Linked DNA regions of Anas platyrhynchos: region 1 is linked to region 2. The links are chromatin contacts, called in public Hi-C maps. All regions are on one chromosome and are shown on one strand. Each heading gives the region's core, a stretch centred on a gene start, on an enhancer-like site or on the middle of the called end of the contact. The rest is flanking DNA. Distances are from core to core; before and after follow the strand shown. Region 1 overlaps EIF2AK3 (eukaryotic translation initiation factor 2 alpha kinase 3). Region 2 overlaps LOC140002364.

What was found. A called contact is a pair of places that touch in the nucleus more often than the background predicts.
Region 1: a Hi-C map of subcutaneous adipose tissue shows a contact between it and region 2, with 2.6 times the contacts expected there. The contact joins two enhancer-like sites. A contact is called at or near these places in 2 of 8 Hi-C or Micro-C datasets (skeletal muscle and subcutaneous adipose tissue).

The regions. Positions count from the first base shown.
Region 1 is chr4:74,208,162-74,214,459 of IASCAAS_PekinDuck_T2T, forward strand. EIF2AK3 (eukaryotic translation initiation factor 2 alpha kinase 3) reads right to left here. Exons shown (of 17, transcript XM_027455765.3): 13 at 5,819-6,298; 14 at 1,296-1,463; 15 at 604-705. Among named protein-coding and RNA genes, the nearest start is that of EIF2AK3, 34 kb to the right of the region's middle. Within about 2 kb of position 1,775, at least 3 of the 8 cell types and tissues checked have an H3K27ac peak or open chromatin away from gene starts, as enhancers often do.
Region 2 is chr4:74,167,751-74,174,073 of IASCAAS_PekinDuck_T2T, forward strand. LOC140002364 reads left to right here. Exons shown (of 7, transcript XM_072036790.1): 3 at 303-678; 4 at 1,647-1,784; 5 at 2,955-3,084; 6 at 3,872-4,031; 7 at 4,398-4,794. The coding sequence ends at 4,025. Among named protein-coding and RNA genes, the nearest start is that of FOXI3, 25 kb to the left of the region's middle. Within about 2 kb of position 3,506, at least 1 of the 8 cell types and tissues checked has an H3K27ac peak or open chromatin away from gene starts, as enhancers often do.

The DNA.
Region 1 (6,298 bases), core at 525-3,024, 39 kb after region 2:
AAATGGCTGGAGGTTCTTTTTAATCAAAAATTGGAAATCGAGGCAAGTTAGGGCAATCTTCTTCACATGCATTTTAACAGCAAGGAAGTGAAACCTTCCAAATTCATATTTAATCCAATAAGTCATCTGTTATCGACTGCTTTAAGATGAGCAATGAGCTAGACTTACCGCAAAGACAGTATCAGAAAAGGAATAAATATTCAATGTCTTGGGTAAAAAAGCTCTGGAGATGCAAAAAGAAGTCATAAAAACACAGAGCATGACTCCAATTCTTGAACAAAAAATGAGCTGGTAGGTTTGAAGTTACAACCTTTGCCATCTGAGATCTTGAATATCCTAATTCAGTAGTTTCTCTTACTTGAGATAACAGAGGAGCTTTGTAAAAAAAGTGACAGCCTCAATCTCACTGCACAGATGAGGAAAACTGCAATTCATTTCCAGTGATTCAGGGGGTATGTATAAGGCTGATAAAGATATTGTGTTCCTAGTTCCAACACTGTCTCAAAGCTGTGAAGAACAGCTTGCAAGTGTTCCACAGAGCAAACAGCTCTTTTAAAGAAATGACCAAACTGAAGATAATCCGTGGTGCGGTACCATACGTACCTTGACTCTCTCCATCTGTGTGCTGAAAGGGTAAAGCAGCTCGAAGAGAATCAGTCCCAAAGAAAAGATATCCACCTTGTGCGAATAGGTGTTCCCACAGATCTGGAAATTCAGAATTAAGGTCAGGTCAGTCAATCTAATCACTGTATGGAATTACGTACAAGGTAATCAGCCCCTTTCAACACAGGGAAGTGACTAACTCAGCAGAGCTGAAGACAGGACAGGTACTGTAACAGCCTCTGGGCACATGAAACTATCAAATGAGTATGGCTGAGCAAGCTCCTGATCATCAGACCCATCTGCAAGCCAAAATGTTTCAACTTAAACATCATGTACAATAGTGCATCGTTAACTAACTTGAATATTACACAGTTATCTTCTTAATATGTTAAGAGCAACACAAATCAATCCATCAAGTAGAAATCAGCCACTTCTTTACTATTATGTATATTTTTACTATTATATATAAAAATTACATATATGTATGTCTTATTACATATGGCTTTATATATACGTATGTTAAAAGTACTAATTTTGAAATTCAGTTTAGCTCAAAGCTCTACTTTGATGAGAAATAATGTAAATATCTCAATAGCAACAACTTTCTAGAAGGACTGCCTGATCTTTGAACTCCCAAATTCAGGTGTCTCCCAGGTGGTGCTGGAAATAGCTTCAGAGTAGAGAGCACAAACCTGTTCTGGGCTCATGTAGAGTTTGGTCCCTACTTGTCCTGTGTGCCGGGCATAAGCTGGCATGGGGGTGAGTACCGACTCCTCCTCCTCATCTTGATCCATTGCAGTTACCAGTCCGAAATCCCCAACCTTTACTACGTCGTCCATTGTGAAAAATATATTGGAAGGCTGAGAAAACAAACGGGAGAAAAGAAAATAAGTTATAAACAAGAATGTTTTCTGCTAGGTACAACAAACACTTGGTAGGTATTCATATAATTCATGCTGTCAAGGCTAAAATGCCCCTTAAACATCACAGGAGCAGAACCAGCTAAGAATCTCAGCCATGCAGGAAAAGAGATTACCCCTGCATTAACCAGGCTCCCTTCTGGAAACCCAGGCTGCTCATTTCTTGTCTTCCAGTAGAGGGACTACAGATCTAATGAGTAAGATGCAGAAAAGTCAACAGCTGTGGGGAGCAGCACCGATAAGTTATCCAACTTTCCAAACACATGGCAAGTTCACATCATGTGCTAGAGTTCTGACTTATTTTTTTATTCCTATCTCCAAGTGCTGAACTCATTTTCAGTATTAAGATGATGTGTTACATGCTGGTTATCATCTTACAGATAGGCTGGAAGTCTGGGAACAAGGTGTGCTTTTCAGCTGGTACTGCTTAACTTAACTGCGCGAATAACCATTTGTGTAACAGAATTAATTCATTATTTGAAGCTTAAGTACTTCACAAGAGCAACAACAGCAACAATTTGCCTTGTTTTGCTTTTAACCTACTGATAAAAGAAATCAGAACTGGAAAAAAAAAACAACAAACAGGGGTGCCTCACTTGCTAATGGTACCCATCTCAGAGCGTCTCTTCCAGAGCTTTGCATTCTGGCTGATCATAGGATCATTGAATGGTTTGGGTTGGAAGGGACCTTAAAGCCCATCCAGTTCCAGCTCCCTGCCATGGGCAGGGACACCTCCCACCAGACCAGGCTGCCCAAAGCCCCATCCAGCCTGGCCTTGAGCACCTCCAGGGATGGGGCAGCCACAGCTCCTCTGAGCAGCCTGTTCAGTGCCTCACCGCCCCCAGAGTAAAATGATGACACAACACACACCAAATGAGCAATTACTTCTTTGAAAGCTGACTGCTCCACCTGGCTCACAGATAGAGACAGACACGATTCTGGGAAAATAACAGACTGCTCCTGCCAGGGGGAAGCAGCAGCACTTCAGGGTTATGGACAGGGAAAGCTACGTGTGGAAAAAGCAGCAGGTGGTGCTGGGCAGGCTCCTCTCACTGCTCCTGCACCTTCAAGGCTGGGAGAGCCTGCTCCAAGCTTTGTTGGCATAACTCCTGGAACAGGAGAAGGAAGGCAGACACAGGGCAATATTTCTCTGCCTGACTAGAGGACTACAAAGCTGACCTGTTTCAAAGTCCATCCGAATTCCTCAGTTAAAAACAAACCCACTCCGTGCAAGGAAGAAGACAGAAGAAAAGGCTTCTTGTTTCTCCAAGCCACTGAAACACCCAGAGAGCTTGGTGATAAGCAAGCAGTTAGATGCAACATGTTATTTCCACGGTACCCACATCCTGCCTCTAGAACTGCCATCTGAGCCAGGTCTTATCTCCTGCTGTGTTTTCCAGCGATCAGTGTCCTGTCCTTTGGAGTCACAGCTCCTTTAGTGCACAAAAGCTGCCGCCCTGTAAGCATAATCGTATGCTTCCCTGGCTGAAAACAGATCTCTGAATGGCCAGGCATATAGTTTCTACAAATTAAGGCGAATGGGCTGTTATTGGAAACTGCCAGCAAAAAGAGACCACATTCTGAAAGAGGACATTTAAGGGAAATACACACAATTTTGCATTCAGTGAGAAGAATACAGCCACTCTCTAGTTATCTTGCCACCTCTACAAAGAAATTTCTTTTCAGATTCTGCAGTCAGAGCAAGAACTCCCACCTTTTTTCACAAATGCGAATAAGCTACATCTGGAAGACTTTCATTCAATTAATGCTGCAAAACACGCCTAAGACTATTCTGTCAGTTCTGTGATACCCTATTTGACAGGACCCACTGTTGATTTTGAGCTGTTAAAGCATGGCCAAGAGCTTAATCTGGGAGTAGCAATACATTCACTGGACAGACAGACTTCTGTTTCTGTACTCTGTTTTCTTCAAAAGAACTGGAATTGTGATTTATCCACTTGCCTGCCTGAACTGCCATCTTGTCACAACGATCTCTCTCAGTAGTAGGAGCCTACTTAACGTACACTGTAAATATTTAAAGTATTTTCCAGGTCTCTGCTACACAGAGCTAACTATTAGCAGAAGCAAAACAGCTGTGCAGATTATTCCTGCATTAGCACTGACACAAAGCTGGGGTTGCACAACCAATCTCTTGGACAAATTACAAGTGTCTCAAGAAGCTTCTGAGAACTTCAGACAGTGATAAATGTGGCTGCTGTTTTGACCAAGTGAACAACGAACACCCAACTGGACTTCCAGGATCCAAGGATAACGTCAGACACGCAGGGCAGGTTTTCTGAAGCACCGAAGTTGTTTGCTCAAGGAGTCTTTTCAAGTTTTTTATGCCTCCATTGAACTTTTCAGATGTCCCAACAGAACTCTACACAGCAATTAATGGAGAAACAGCTTTACAATGACCTAGGTAAGCTTTACTGAACAGTGTTCTCAAAGAGTCTGCAGTGTTCCAACTGCAAGTATTGTTAAGAAATGTTACTGATTAACATGTCTAGCAACACATTAATACAGGGATTAAATTACTTCTTTGGTCACTTTCTTCAACACTAAAGATTTCTTAGATAATTGGCTTAAGGTAACTGCTTAATGCTGATGCGGAAAGAAAATACTCAAATAGGTTCATGAGTTTTAGGAGTTTCTCCAACTTTGACTTACTTTTGTGTTACCTCACTTGAATCCCCTGTTACCACCTTGTCTGAGATGGCATCTTATCCTTTGTTTCTAGTGATGTCAGATGACTACCACCTGAGGAGCTACAGGAACAGCTCCTGTAATTGTTTCAGAACTCACTCCACTGTATCGATGCCTCCTCAAACAAGTGCAGGGGAACAGGAGCTGCCTCTCCACCATTCAGCAAAAGCAAAGGACTCCATTTCTCGCAGCTTACAGGAATAAGACTAACTTCATCCAGGCTCTCTAATCAAATTCTGGCATCTGGTAACAAATGCTGACACTTCCAGTGCTAAAAGCTCCAGCAAGATTAGGTACTAACACAGGATCAGAAGCAAAATGAAACAGGCACAAAAAGTTATTCCTGACTTGAGTTATCTGCAACATCAGGGGTAACAACCACCGCTGCCTTCCAGTCTTACCAGGCTGGGTGTTATCAGACATTCAAAGGTTGTGAATCCTTCAGAAGGCTGCTGTAACAGCCAGCGCTGACTCAGAATCTGACTCCAGACCAGCCTGCATTTCAATCCTGGAGCAGCAATATTTGACTTTTATTGTCCCTAACCAGGGGTAACGCTGCTGCTGTTCAGAAAGAACAATAGCAGCATTGTTTCATTTCAAAAGGCAGAAAAAAATTCAAAATAGCTTTTTCTGTTTTGTTTCTGAGCCACACCACTGAGCAGTGAGTGAACCTGCATACAGTTCCTGACTTAAAAATGCCATAAAAGCACTGCCACCGACCTGTGCCAGGTACAAGAAGTCTTGCTGTAAGACACCCTTTGACTGCAGTAACGAACAATCAGTTTACTTCCTGGAGCACTACAATCCCAAATTATTACACAGACATTAAACTCAGCTTTTGAAACACCGATTCTGAGGTCACTGCTAAGTAGCCAGCTATCTTGGCAGGATTCTCCTGTGAGAAGAGACTGGGAGAGCCTGGAGAAGGGAAGCTCAGGGGGTCCCATCTGTGTCCCTAAACCCCCGAGGGGAGGCTGCAGGGAGCAGGGGCCAGGCTGAGAGGCGCTGGGCACAGCCTGGAGCCCAGGAGCTCCCCCTGAGCACAAGGCAGCCCTGCTGGGCTGGCCAGGGATGGAGCCTGGCAGGGGCTGCCCAGAGCCTGGGGGGCTCCTCTTGGGGGGCTCCAGGAGCCGCCTGGATGTGGGGCTGGGCCCCCAGCTCGGTGTGGCCCTGCTGGGGCAGGGGTGGGACCAGATGGCCCCTAGGGGTCCCTTCCCACCTCATCCTTTGTGTGGTTTGTTTCCAGTGCTGTACTACTCCAGTACACACCCAGAAGTTACCTGTACCCACACACTCCTGATCTGTCACTTTACAGCAGAATGTGACACAGCTAAACAGTGGATGGAGTCAGTCCACGCGTTTCAGGAATTTTACAGTACTAGAGACTTTTGTTTGGCAGTTTGGGCACAGATAATTCAAGTTACGATAGCTCCAAAGACAATCTCACAGCAGTGAACTAGGAAATATCTGTATACAGACACAGCCAGTGAGACAACTAGTTAAAAGCAGAATGTGGAAAGTTCATTAGAAAACTTCAATAGTTCAACAGATAACAAAAGCATTTCCTATAGTGCCCTATGACTACAAACCTTGAGATCCCTGTGCATTAATCCTTTACTGTGCAGGAAGTCAACCGCTTCAGCTATCTGCAGAAATATCTGCAGACACTCTGTCCTCTCCCTCTCCTCTATCATACATCTCCTGCTCATCCAGTCTTTAAGGTTCTCTTTCCTGCAGAGCTGCATTTGGATGTAAAGATACACCTTTGGAGAGGTGGGCTTGACTTTTTCCACAGTATTTTTAGAAAGGTCCAGGCTTAAACTTGTTGGCCTTGGAGGAGAAACAGAGAGGGGACTTCCTGAAGCTGATTTCTTGTTACCGGGTTCCTTTGTACTTGTTGGCTTATCCTCAGAAAGATTTTCATCTTGTGAAACGTCAATTTTATCTTCCTTACTAGAAGCATTTCCACAACCAGAATCTTCAAAGACAATGGAAGAGGAGGTCCCTTCTCTCAGGTGTACAACAGGGACAGGCAGAGGACAGATTTCCAAGGGGTGACCCAACGTGGA
Region 2 (6,323 bases), core at 2,256-4,755:
CACCAGCCACAAATCCTAGTGTGGGACCAGCTGTGGGCCAAGGCCACAACCAGTGAGCTCTGGGCTTGCTGCTGGGCTGCTGCAGGTGGATCTTGGGGTCGACATGGCACCCAGCAGAGTCTCGAGCCATAAAAAGGACAGAAGATGGCAGCTTGGTGTCCTGTGTGTTTTTAATGACATTTGTGGAGCTGCTTTGTGGCTGTGCTGTCCCCTAAAGCTGGGGGCAGGTAGCGCTGTTTGACGATGCTTTACAGATTGTCCCGCTCGCTGGGGCTCCACTCACAAGCCCCTTTTTCCTGCAGAAGCTGAAGTTTGCCGATGCCCAGCTCAAAGCCAAGGAGTTCTCCGTGCCTGAGGAACCACGGGTGATGACATACAGCGATGCTGGTGGGGAAGGACGAGGAGTCACCCCCGGCCCTGGGGCTGTGCGAAGGAGGAAGCAAGAAGGCAGCGCCTCCAGCCCCCCACCATTTCAGCAGGCCGAAGAAGAGCAGCGAATGCGCTTGGGTTCAGCCCTTCCCCTTGCAGAAACCTACCTCCCGAGGCCCTGCCCTGCCGCCGAGCTGACAGCAACCCAGGCGGAGAGATTGGAGAGGCCGCGGGCTCTCAGTGAGCTGGAAAACGAGCTGCCTTCTTCCCAGCGCCTTCTGGCTGCTGCTCGCGCCCCCGGAGCAGCAGGTAATCCCCGCTCGGCTGGCGCCAGCTCTGGCGAGCAGCTGACCGGCCGGATCCAGCCACCCGAGGGGCTGTCTGCCTGCTGCTTTGCCAGCTCAGTTCCCCCTGCCCCTGGGCTGAGCTGGCTGGCCGTGAGGGTTGCAGGCTCCCGAGGAAGCAGGGTTGGGTTAGCGGGGTACCAGGGCATCAGCACAGCAAAGTCTTTAGGGGTTTTGTCTTTTCTCTCCTTTGGGAAGGAGGGAGGTGCAGTAAACCCCGCGATGCAGGTGGTGAGCAAAAGGATTTGGTGAGGCAAAAGGACTTCATGATGAGCAGGGTTCAGGTTCTGCTCCAGGTATACCTATCTGGCAGCAAACACAGCAAAGGGACTGATGATAGCCAGACCTTGGCACCCCAGTTCATGGCTTGCTTGTGTGGCTTAAAATACTGATGGAAGTCAGTGCTAAGACATCAGAAAAACAAAATCAGTGGCCACCATCCCTGTGCAACCTTCCCAAAGCAGCAGAGATTTCCTCTGAGCTCCTAGGGCAGCACTGGTCGGTGATGCTCCAGCACCAAACAGGATCAAGGAAGTCCTCGCTGCTCCTTGAGCTCACCTCTCCCACCGTGGAATCTCTCTGGATCAGCCCAGTGGTGCAGTATTCCCTGCAAAGTCCTTCCCTTTCGTGCCCTGACCTTCTGCAAAGGGTCTCAGCTCCTTTTAGCACTCTGGAGCACAGTGGAGACAGCATGGCTCCTTCCACTCGCTTCACATCACCATAAATCTTTTCTCCCACTGGCTTCGTGAACCAGATCAATTCCAAATTGATGCAACACAGCAAAGCCCTGCTGAAGAGAATGAGTCTCCCCTGATTTATGCCAGCTGAGGCTCCAACTTGCCTCAGCTGTTTGTTTGCCTGCTCCCACCCAAGGGTAGGTTTGGGTAATTGATGCTGCTTCCATCTAATTCACTGTCTTCTCCCATCTCTCAGGGATGTTGCTGCACAGGCAGAAGCTGGATCCGACCTGGGGCACCTACCAGCACTTCATGCTGGAGACGGGCCGGGCAAAGCAAGAGGAGGCTCAGCAGAACAAGAACATGTTCCTGGGCTCCTCTGTTTTGGCGGAAGGTCAGTTGGGGCAGCTGCTCCTTGTGGGTGACTTGTGGCCTCCAGCCTGGCTTTGGGCTCTTTTAATTTCATGCAGGAAGAGGCTGAGGAAGGTGAAGGGAAGGTGAATAAAACGGGAAGCGCCTGCAGAGTCCCCATAACCATCCACCTGTTGGTGGGGAGAGGCAGGGCAAGGAAAAACAATTTTCTTCCAGAAAAGGCTGGGGCGCTGGAAATACCACCTCTCTCATCCCCCTTTCCATATGGGCCACACCAGAAATGTCTGGGGTCAGTAGCTCTTTGTGCATCCTCCCTGCTTCGCTGTGAGAGGTGGGCAGCGGATTTTCTGCAGGCAGATCTGCTGGGTCAGAAGGATGCATACCCCAGACAGGAGATGACACCTTTCAAATCAGCTCCTGCATGGATTTTGGGGGGTGAGAGCAGAGCAGATGTGCTGGTCCTCATTTGGGGGCCACCCTGCCTGCCTACATTCCCTTTGCCTGCAGCACCCTGGCAAGGAGCTGAACTGCCCCTTTTCCAAATTCCTGTGGTTTTTGCACTAATGGTGGCCTGGGAGTACAGGATTTCCACAAACCTGCTTTATTTGGGGTCACTCGCACATGTAGTTCCACACACACAACCACGGACACAAACACGAGTGAGGGAACGGAGTCTTGTGCGACTGCCCAGAGTTCAGCCTAAAATCAGTGCCCGTGCATCCTCTTGTGGTAATGCAGCACAAGAGGGGCTGTGCCTTTATTTATTTACTCTGCAGAGGTTAAGCAGACCTCTTCCTTGGTTTACTCCTGATTAAATAAAGCAGGGGTGCCTTGCTCTGGCATGATAAAAGAAGAAAAGCTAGACGCTAGGAGAAAATACATAGCTACTGACCGGTCAGTGTCCAGAAGAAAGCAGGATATCACTTCTAGATCTGCCTTGCATGCTCTCCATCATGCTCAAGAGGCCATAGGAAATGAGGGCTCAATAATCTCATGGGCCCTTGGCTCTGCAGGGAGGCAATTCTTGTGTTTCTCCTTGGCTAACCCTTGTTCCTCATCAGTCCTGGGAGCCCCAGTGGGAGCACCAAGAGCATGAAGTGACGATGAAGCCAAGGAGGAGGGGAAACAGGCTGCAGGGTACAGGAGATAGAGACCCCAAAACGTTTCAATGATTCGGATTCTCTTTCACTAGAGTGCTTTGACCTTGACCGGAGAAGTACCTACACCACAGACTTCCAGCGTTGGCCTGCAGCCCACGATGGATGTTGCAAAGCAAATAAGAATATTTCGCACATTTTCCCTGAAGATGGGCACTTCCAGCAGTAAGGGACAGCTGAGCGGGGGCAGTGGGTGATCAGGGGGGACTGGGGGACAGGGTTAGAGTAGAGAAGGGAGGTTCTGGAGCCGGCTGGGGTTGGAAGGTGTTTCTCAAGTGCATTTCTCTGTGTCCACATTATGCAATGGGTTCAAATTAATTCCCTCAGGGCCAAAGCCTTCCCCAAGGCTCAGCTTTTTCTTGAAAGGTTTTGTAGGCACAAGCTGGGAAACTCCTCCAGGGCCAACCTCAGACACGTCCCCTTGGGAAGAAGGAGCCGAGACCCCTGTGGGACAGGGGCAGGGAGGCACAAATCAACATTTCAGCACCTGGGCTTCCCCTGGGAAAGGGCGCTCTCAAATCAGACAGGGCAGGAGCTGTTTGCGACGTGACTCATCCGCGCACTATGAACAAACAGGCAGAAACTGCTCCTGAGCTCTCATTTCTCACCAGAACGGCAATTCCTCCCCGCTGCCTCATCCCCCCGCCTCCCCCTAGCACACACATGTTTCAGCTTTGCGTTGAAGCCTCGATTTTGATCTACGATCCTGGTGTTAGGTGTGGGCTGGAGCCCGAGCTGGTGCAATGGTTGATCGAGGTGGGTGACTGGTCCCAGCAACAGCCGGTCCCGATGGACATAGGCTTTTCTTCTCCCCGTGCCATCAGCACATGATTTTGAGTGCTCCAAACGGTTTCAAGGCTGGGTGGCCAAGCAGAAAGGGAGAAAGGACCCTGTCTGGGTGCACAAGGTAAAGGATGGAGATTCACTTCTCACCCTTTCTCCATCTCTGCAGGAACCACTGGGTGTCCGAGTACAAGGACAACTACAGCATTTTCTTGCATAGGCTGAACCGGGCGGCTCAAGAGCCCACCACGGGGCTGAGCTCTGCCTTGAAGCCCCCCAGGCTGTCCTCCCAGACTGGAGTTGCACTGGACACGGCCCCGTGAGCCATGGTGAGTGCCAGGATTAGCATGTTTGCAGGGAAAGCTGTGAGTATTATGGGATTTCAGGGGCTGAGGCAGTGGGAAAAACCATCAACAGATGTGAAGCCTGAGACAAAATAGTAAGTGATTTATTGCTGGAATGTTCTTCTGAATAGCAGCATTTTCTCCTAAAAAGTGATTTTCCAACCAGTCTCCTTTATAGGATCTTGTTAGGGGATTGTTTTTTACACAAGGGTGGTCAGACACTGGAGATGATCAGACAGGGCCTCATCTAGCTGGCCCTGCTCTCAGCAGGCTGGACCAGGACACCTACATTATTTTGTGAGTTTCTGAATGATTTTAGGATGTGTTACCTATGTTATTTTGTGATTGCAGCTCCTTGGCTCTCTAAACTGTGTGATATTGCCCACCGGAGACCCTGGAAGCCTGGAAACCTCTCTTCCAAAACCCCCATTACTGAATACTTTTTAAGTGTTCAGCAGAATTTTTTTTTACACATATATTTTCACTGAAATCTCACAAGAAACCTGAGCTTTTATTGTTGTCAGAAAAAAAAAAAAAGGATTTTTTGGACGATGCAAGTTACAGAGCTAAAGCCACTCAGTTTCAATTCATATACTCTAAATAAAAATTTCCAGTAAACTTTGTCTTATAGCACGAAGTTATTTTAAAATCGCTGTGTTAATATGGTCTTAAAAGTCTTGCGTGTGTTATCCAGGGCAGCCAGCGTTGATTTTACTGTGTGTTTTGGGGGGTTTAAGGAGATTTCTAGGATTTCTGCACGGAGCAAGGCTGCTGCCAGCCTGAAGGTGGCATTGCAGAGCTGCGGATCCCATGGAGGCTGCAGGGAAGGGCTGGTGGCCCTGGACAGGACCGATCCTGTCCAACATCGTCACCTTGGTGCTCTGCCTTGGGGTCCTCTGAACTGGCACCAAAATTAGCCTGCAGTGGGTGGTGTAGAGACTTCCCTCCTCTGTTCCTAAAATGTGCTGCTTTTAATGAGACAGCCCTATGGTGCTCGGGGATAAGCAAGTTATTCCTAATGGATACTGCCAAAATATCCGAAGAGAGCAATAATGCCAGCCAAAAATCTCTCTTGCAGCAATATTAATCACACCTGAGCCAGGAGCTGATGGTGATGGACTATGCAGACACAGCAGCACTCTGCTCCCTGCCCCAAGGGGTTTATCAGCATAGGGAATCACCTCTCCTGGATACCTTACATCACCTTATCAGCATAAGGAATCACATTTTCCTTACACTCCACAGGTTTTTCACCCCATCACCACTCCCTGGTGACAAATTTTGCCATTAAGTTGCCACAGGACCCTAGGAAAGCCATGTGCATGGCTGCAAGAGGAGAAGCTTTGGGGATGTTCCTGACCCCATCAGTGCAGTGCTGGGGATCAAAGGGCTTTCCACTGCAGCTGTGTATGGTGGGTGGAATTTGGAGAGCAGAAGCAATGAAACTGCCTTCAACTTTAAAAGAGGGAGAAATAATATTTGCCTACATCAAGCTGCAGAGGAGACAGTTGTCCAGTTTTCCTGGGGAATGGGACCCCACAAATAGAGATGTTCTTAGTGAGCTGTGTGCTTTTGCACCGGTTAAAATGAATCCCACAATCTCACTGATTTGTTTCTCTTCTGAAAGAAATGTTGTCCTCCTGCCTCCCCAGGCTGGAGTCCTCAGACACGCTGACATTGCTTCACTGCAGTGCTGGTAGGCTGAGGGGCTGCGTTGCGACGAATGATTTATATAAGGTAATTTCAAGTCATCTTCATGAGGAACAAATATGCTGCTAATTGCTGATCAGCATGGGTGACCACGGTGGAAACAAATGGCCGAGACAGAAGCTATGCTTACGGTACAGCCATCCAAGCACTAACAGAGATGTTCCATCAGGCAGAGGGATGCTGGATTTGCTGTCGTTGGCCTTAATGGTGTGCTTGTCTGCAGCAAAGGTGAGACCCAGCGGGCACCAGCCTGCACCAGGGCACCCTGAAATGTCTTCTTCTGGGTCTTCTGGTGCATGGCACCTTCCCTCCGCAGGTTGTTCCTCCTCTCCTGGGAGCTGGGGATCTGAGGCAGGCCAAATCACTCCTTGGGAGAGAAATACAGAACTGCTGCTCTGGCCATGAAGGATCCTGCCTATTTGTCTACCCAGAACCACATTTATTTCCTTTCCTACCTTTGTTTCTTATCACCCTTTCCCAATATTGTCCCATCTGATGTTGGCAGCTGTTCCTCTTGATGATTTATTTATTTTTCTCCCACTCCCTGCTATGGAAACAGATGGCTCC